Linked DNA regions of Mus musculus: region 2 is linked to region 1. Evidence: chromatin contacts called from public promoter capture Hi-C data. All regions are on one chromosome and are shown on one strand. The core of a region is the stretch at or near the end of the contact, and the rest is flanking DNA. Distances in the headings are between cores, read along the strand shown.

The links. Promoter capture Hi-C pulls out the DNA fragments that hold promoters and counts their contacts.
Region 2: a contact with region 1 is called in a promoter capture Hi-C map of embryonic stem cells, with 4 times the contacts expected there. The contact joins the enhancer-like site here to the promoter of Hoxb1 in region 1. A contact is called at or near these places in 17 of 39 promoter capture datasets (the 3T3-L1 cell line, the C10 cell line, the HPC-7 cell line and 9 more), 3 of 484 Hi-C or Micro-C datasets (the G1E-ER4 cell line and embryonic stem cells) and 10 of 115 datasets of contacts at active chromatin or transcription factors (astrocytes, differentiating embryonic stem cells, embryonic basal ganglia and 7 more).

The regions. Positions count from the first base shown.
Region 1 is chr11:96,364,181-96,367,506 of GRCm38.p6, forward strand. It overlaps Hoxb1 (homeobox B1), which reads left to right and starts at 1,578. Exons shown (of 2, transcript NM_008266.5): 1 at 1,578-2,211; 2 at 2,631-3,326. The coding sequence starts at 1,647. The coding sequence ends at 2,959.
Region 2 is chr11:96,734,349-96,737,674 of GRCm38.p6, forward strand. The region is part of intron 10 of Skap1 (src family associated phosphoprotein 1); the gene reads left to right. Among named protein-coding and RNA genes, the nearest start is that of Snx11, 42 kb to the right of the region's middle. Within about 2 kb of position 1,768, at least 24 of the 459 cell types and tissues checked have an H3K27ac peak or open chromatin away from gene starts, as enhancers often do. A contact at or near this core is called in hippocampal neurons, where this site is marked.

The sequences.
Region 1 (3,326 bases), core at 328-2,827:
TACAAATGAGAGTGGGTGTTGGATTCTTGTCTTCAGAGTCTGGAGGAGGAGACATCAATGAGCTCTACTACCCAAGAGCATCTCTTCTAATTCCAAACTGCCTGCTGCATTTCAGAGAGTGAGCAAGGCTCTTCCTGTTTTCCCTCCCTTGATCTTAACCCAAGAGAAAGGAAGAAAGAAAGAAAGAGAGAGAGAGAGAGAGAGAGTGGGAGAGAGAGAGAGAGAGAGAGAGAGAGAGAGAGAAAGGAAGGAAGAGAGAGAGAGAGAGAGATCCATTTCTAAGCCTTAGTTTAGAAGCTCTACACCAATTCTCCCATTCTCTGAGCAAACTAAACTCCCTTTATCTATTCTAGAACATGCATGGAAATTTTGGATAGTCTTTGAGACTTAACTAGCCTTGGATTTATGTATTTGAGGCTTGGAACTTAAAAAAAGAAACTTTTAGGGAAACTAAAGATAATGGAGGGGTGTCAGGGAGGAGACCAGAGAAGTGCAGAGGATCTTTACTAGTTTTGAACACTTTTGAAAAGAGAATAAAAATTCGCTTCCTTCTCACCCATCTGTAAATATCACCTGGCTCTCTTCATTGCTGCTCTCTGGAGAGATATAGGGAGTTATTTAAGTCTGAGTGAGTGAGCCAGCTACAGCTACGGATGGCTAGAGAAAGGATAAATACATCTAGAGAGATGAGTTGATGGATAGGTAGGGAGCGAATATAAATATGGAGAGAGATGGACGAACACAGAGATGAATGGAGACAGAGGGAATATAAAGAGAGGCTGAGGGAGAGAAATGGCCTCGCGAATGAGGAGAGAGCGTTTATGCAGAGAGATGGAGAGAGGCGTCCCTCATCTTCCCTCCACCTTTCCATTTCCCTTCTCCTGTTCCCTTGAAATGCCATCGTTTTCCCTCCTCTTGATTTGTCATGAATTCTTCTGGATTTTAGACCCCTGGCTCACACCCTGAGGTGTTTTTACAGTCTCCCTCTCCCTTCCTAGTCATCCTTTTGTCCCAAGATAACAGACCTAACCAGGCTGTCCTAGAACACCATCCCAAGACAAACTGGGAGAAAGAAACATGGAATGGGGGTTCTGGGATAAGTAAGGAGTCTGGCTCTCCAGTCTCTAGCCCTACAGCCTTGGGGTGGGGGTAGGCTTCTTTGAGGGGAGAAGAGAGTGAGGGGCAGCTGGGTTGAATTTGGCCAAATCTAATAATCCAAGAACCTATTGAAGGCCTTGGGGGGTTGGGAGGGGAGTAAAAGTCTTGAATATTCTTCCAACTTCTCCCCCCCCTCCCTCTGGTCCCTTCTTTCCAAAAAGTCTTTGAAGAAAGATGTTTTTGACGCTTCCATGTCGCTCTCAGATGGATGGGCTCAGAGTGATTGAAGTGTCTTTGTCATGCTAATGATTGGGGGGTGATGGATGGGCGCTGGGACTGCCAAACTCTGGCCCGCTTAGCCCATTGGCCTGGGAGAGATCACATGTGCCCCCCCACCCCCACTCCCTAGCCCCTTCCTAGGGGATCGCTGGCGGGGCCAAGCTGGCCCGGGCCATGGGCTCAAGCTTCAGCTCTGTGACATACTGCCGAAAGGTTGTAGGGCAAGAGGGTGTCTCCCCCAAACGGCCCGACCCTCCTTCGGCCTCTACATGGACTATAATAGGATGAGTTCCTTTTTAGAGTACCCACTTTGTAACCGGGGACCCAGCGCCTACAGCGCCCCAACCTCTTTTCCCCCCTGCTCAGCTCCGGCCGTTGACAGCTACGCAGGGGAGAGCCGCTATGGTGGAGGGCTGCCTAGCTCAGCGCTCCAACAAAACTCGGGGTATCCTGTCCAGCAGCCGCCGTCATCCCTGGGGGTGTCCTTTCCCAGCCCCGCTCCCTCGGGGTACGCCCCAGCCGCCTGCAACCCCAGCTATGGGCCTTCTCAGTATTATTCTGTGGGTCAGTCGGAAGGAGATGGAAGCTATTTTCATCCGTCGAGCTACGGAGCCCAGCTAGGGGGGTTGCCCGACAGCTATGGAGCGGGTGGAGTCGGCTCAGGGCCATATCCTCCGCCGCAGCCCCCATACGGAACTGAGCAGACCGCAACCTTTGCATCAGCCTACGACCTCCTCTCTGAGGACAAGGAATCGCCTTGCTCGTCAGAACCCAGCACTCTCACTCCCCGGACCTTCGACTGGATGAAGGTCAAGAGAAACCCACCTAAGACAGGTAGGGCTCAGAGGAGCCACTTCCTCTCCTTGGCTCGGGCATACACAGAGGGGCCTGAGCCAGGGCTTCATTCATTCCTTCAGCTGCTTTTACTGGCAGGTAAGTACTTTCCGGGTTCAAGTCAGCAGATATTTTCCCACGGGCTAAGTTCGGGGCTACCTCCTCCCGAAGGAGGTCTCCGCAGTCTTGTCTGTGCGCCCAGTTTGGAACCAGTATTTCACGTTTCTTGTCTGAAGGTGAGTATGGGCGGAAGGCTGGTTCTAGATTTTGTAATTACTAATGGAGGGGGTGTGTGATGCCACATAGGATCTGCATTGGGTAGATGATGAATGAGGACCAAGCCTGAACTAGGAGGAGTGGACGGGAGGGAGAAAGAGGTGAGAGAACTGACGTGGCTTTTCTCCCTGCCCCGCCCCTAGCGAAGGTGTCCGAGCTGGGACTGGGCGCTCCCGGCGGTCTCCGCACAAACTTCACCACGCGCCAGCTGACGGAGCTGGAGAAGGAATTTCATTTCAACAAATACCTGAGCCGTGCCCGGAGGGTGGAGATCGCCGCCACCCTGGAGCTCAATGAAACGCAGGTGAAGATCTGGTTCCAGAACCGGCGCATGAAGCAGAAGAAACGCGAGCGAGAGGGGGGCAGGATGCCTGCAGGCCCCCCAGGTTGCCCAAAGGAAGCCGCTGGAGATGCCTCTGACCAGTCCGCGTGCACCTCCCCAGAAGCCTCGCCCAGTTCCATCACCTCTTGAATTGAACTTCCTAAGTAACTGGGCTTCCAACGCTTGACCAGTTCTCTCGAAGACTTTCCCAAACTTCACAGCCTTGGTGACCCTCCTCAAGGCCGAGGCACCAGTTTAGAGCTGCCCAGGAAACTGGGCAGGAGTTGGGAAATGTATTTTTCTCTCTCTCAGATCTAGGGGTGGAGGGATGATTGATGGCTGGGGATCCTACAGGTCTTGGGACCTGGGGAACACTCAACTCATCAGAGGTCGAAGGAAGGCCTTTTGGCTTTGATCTGGAGTCAGCCCATCCTTTCGGGCTTCTCCTTTCCCTTCCAACTCAGTTCAGTGCCTTTGAGCTTAGAGAGTTCTTCTTTCGAATTCTTAGCCCAACTCT
Region 2 (3,326 bases), core at 518-3,017, 370 kb after region 1:
GAAAAGGAAAAGGAAAAGGAAAAGGAAAAGGAAAAGGAAAAGGAAAAGAAAAGGCTGCAAGGAGAGAGCCTGGAAGAAGGAGACTCAAGGCAGGGAAGTAAGATGAGCATTTAGAAAGGGGGAAGATGCCAGCTTTTAACCCTGGACTGTCCTTGATGGCCCTGCTGGGATCGGGGGATGTTTGCTTGCTTGCTTGCTTGCTTGTTTTATTTAACATGTATTGGTATTTTGTCTGTACATATGTCTGTGCCCTCAGAGGCCAGAAGAGGGCTTTGGACCCTCTGAGACTGGAGTTACAGATGGTTAATGGGTCACCATATGGGTGCTGGAAATTGAAACCGGATCCTCTGGAATGGTAGGCAGTGCTCTTAACCATTGACCCAGATCTCCAGCCCTGTAATACACACACACACACACACACACACATACACGATACATTATATATATATATATATATATATATATACATACATACATAAATATAGTACATGATAGATAGATAGATAGATAGATAGATAGATAGATAGATAGATAAAGAAATGTACTTCATAGTTATCCAAACAGCCTACCACTTGTCCTATACTCAGGTAGGTTATTTGTGTAACCTTGAAAAAAAAAAAAAAGCCGGGCATGGTGGCACACACCTTTAATGCCAGCACTTGGGAGGCAGAGGCAGGTGAATTTCTGAGTTCGAGGCCAGCCTGGTCTACAGAGTGAGTTCCAGGACAGCCAGGGCTATACAGAGAAACCCTGTCTCGAAAAAAAAAAAAAACAAAAAAGAAAAAAGTCACTTAAACATTCTAGGCTTTAATGTCCTTATCTGTAAAAAGTAGGATAGTTTCCATTCATAGGGTTGTGGTCAGAGAATGTATGTTAAGGCATATTTACCCCTTAAGTAATGACAACTCCTATATTCTTCCTTCCCATCCACTAACACTACACCAAAAGGACCCTTTGTGTTGGGCATTTCCTTATGATTTCATTAAATCATTGATACAGTAGAGCAAAATGAGGGCCAGCAAGATGGCTCTGTGGTTGAAGATGCCTGCCACCACGCCTGCCCCTTGAGTTCCATCCCTGGGACCCACATGACAGGAAGAAAGAATCAACTCCCAGAAGTTGTCCCCTGAGCGACACATGCTTGCCTGTTGGCACATGCGCATGCACAAGCTGTGGCACTCACACGCACGCACACACATATAAACAAATTTAATTCCTTTTGGATATATATATATATATATATATATATATATATATATATGTAATGAGAAAAATGGTCATACACCAAGAACTTCTCAGAAGCTCCATCGGTTGAGACACAAAATAAAGTTCTCTCACGTAGGTAAGAACACTCACTACCCAGTGAAGAGGCCTATGTGGAAATCCACTGTGTCTTTGTGGTTTAGAAATATCATCACTGACACCAGAAAGTCTCCAAAGCTCTCTTCCAGAAGAGGCCTGAGCCAAGTACCCATCTCAGGAGCAGTAACAAGGACACAGCAGCAGAGAGCCCTCCCGCGGACCGCCCCTCAGCACATCCAAACATTCCGAGGCCCCATGCCGCTTCATGCCCACTTAACTCGCTGACTTCTAATTTGGATCTTAAAATATATTAGAGAAAGATTTTAATAACGAAGCGGATGTGAACATCCAGCGGATGTTCCTGCACTCCTTTTGGGCCCAGAGATTTCTGAGCGGCTTTTGCTGGTAAGAGCCTCTCTTCCTCCCCCTGGAGGAGCCAGGACACAGCGCCAGACACAGCAGGGCGGTTTAGCGCTTTTCAGTGGCTCCAGATTGTGGCGCTGGTGCAGGTCTCCTCATACGTAACGGATCACTCCTGAGAGCCTGCCCCTCGTAAATTACTTCCCACGATGCCGGCGACCACCGCAGAATTCGAGTTTGAACAGAGAAGAGAAAAGGTGTTTGAGAGGCCTGTTCACTCGGCTGCATTTTAATTTCCTTTTCAATCTTGTCCCAATTAATTTCACAGAATTAATCTCACAGAAGCAAACTCGGCGGCACTGAGGCTGTGTGGTTTTAGTGTGGCGGTCGCTCTGCCTGAACATGAAATAGGAGCTAATATAAAAATCCATCTGCTGTGTTTGAAATACACACCGGCTGCCGCTCGGTCCTGTCCGACATTCCAAGCATCAACAGCAGGGGGGAAAGTGATTTGGGGGTTAGTGACCATCAGTACCTGGCAGGGGTTCAACAACAGGTGTACTCCAAAAATCCATTCTGTCTGAGCACCATGCATGACAGGGCAGGTGCTGAATCACTCTCGGGGCGAGGACATGGTGTCCTGGCTTAGCTCCTTGTATGTGAGGGCTGCAAGGGCCCTCTGGAATCCACTCTCCGGCCTCTTAAAGGATAAGTAAGATGCCTCTGTTTGGATTAGAGAAGTCACAAGTTTCCTGTCAGGGAAGTGGCCTGACTTCCAGCCAGCAAGGTTTTCCCTTAGAAAACATTCCTTCTAAATAGCATAGGTGCTTCTGCTGTCTGAGATACCACATCACTGAATGGCCAATGGGAAACAGATCAGTTCTAGAACTGATTTATGGCAGTAACATGAGCGGCCCAGCAAATAAAAAGGAGAAACTTTGTAGGGTGTAGAGGCTCACACCTTTAATCCCTGCAGACTGAGGCAGAAGCAGGTAGATCTCTCTGTTGAGTCCAAAGCAGCCTGGTGTACATAGCAAGTTCTGAGCCGGCCAGGGACATATATTGAGACTGTCTCAAAAACCGAAAGGAAAAACACAGTTAACTGGAAACTAGAAGAGCCACATACCCCTTGCCTCCTGTGGAGGTAAACTGAGCCAGAAGGATGCATCTCTGAAGCTTGGGTTGTGTCCTTCACTGATAAGGCTCTAAGGCCTTATTTCTTTGGGAATCAGCATTGGAGCAACAAGTTGGGCATTCCTTAGGGTTGATACGTGATGGCTTAGCCAGGACAGGAAGGTCTTTTCAGGGCTCTGCAGTGCCCGTCTTTGGGCTGACATCTTAGCTGGTGGAAACAGTGTATCATGAGGCTCTTCATGTGGGTAGATGGACTTTCTATGAACTAGGATAGATTCTGTTACCTGGGATGGAACAGCTGTCTCTGGCTCCCGCTGCCTAAATGTAGCAGGCCTGGCCGGGCATACCTGGGCTGTGTTAACATAATGCCTGTTGTAAGGGGACTTAAAAAACCCAGGGGTTTCTTCCCCCTTACCTCCTTAAAGGACTACTTAAGAATATAGACCGTTCTCTTCCCTTGGGCTGTTCCTTCCTTCCTTTCTTTAAAAAAAAAAAAATCTGTATATTATTTGAGAGAGAAAGAGAACGTG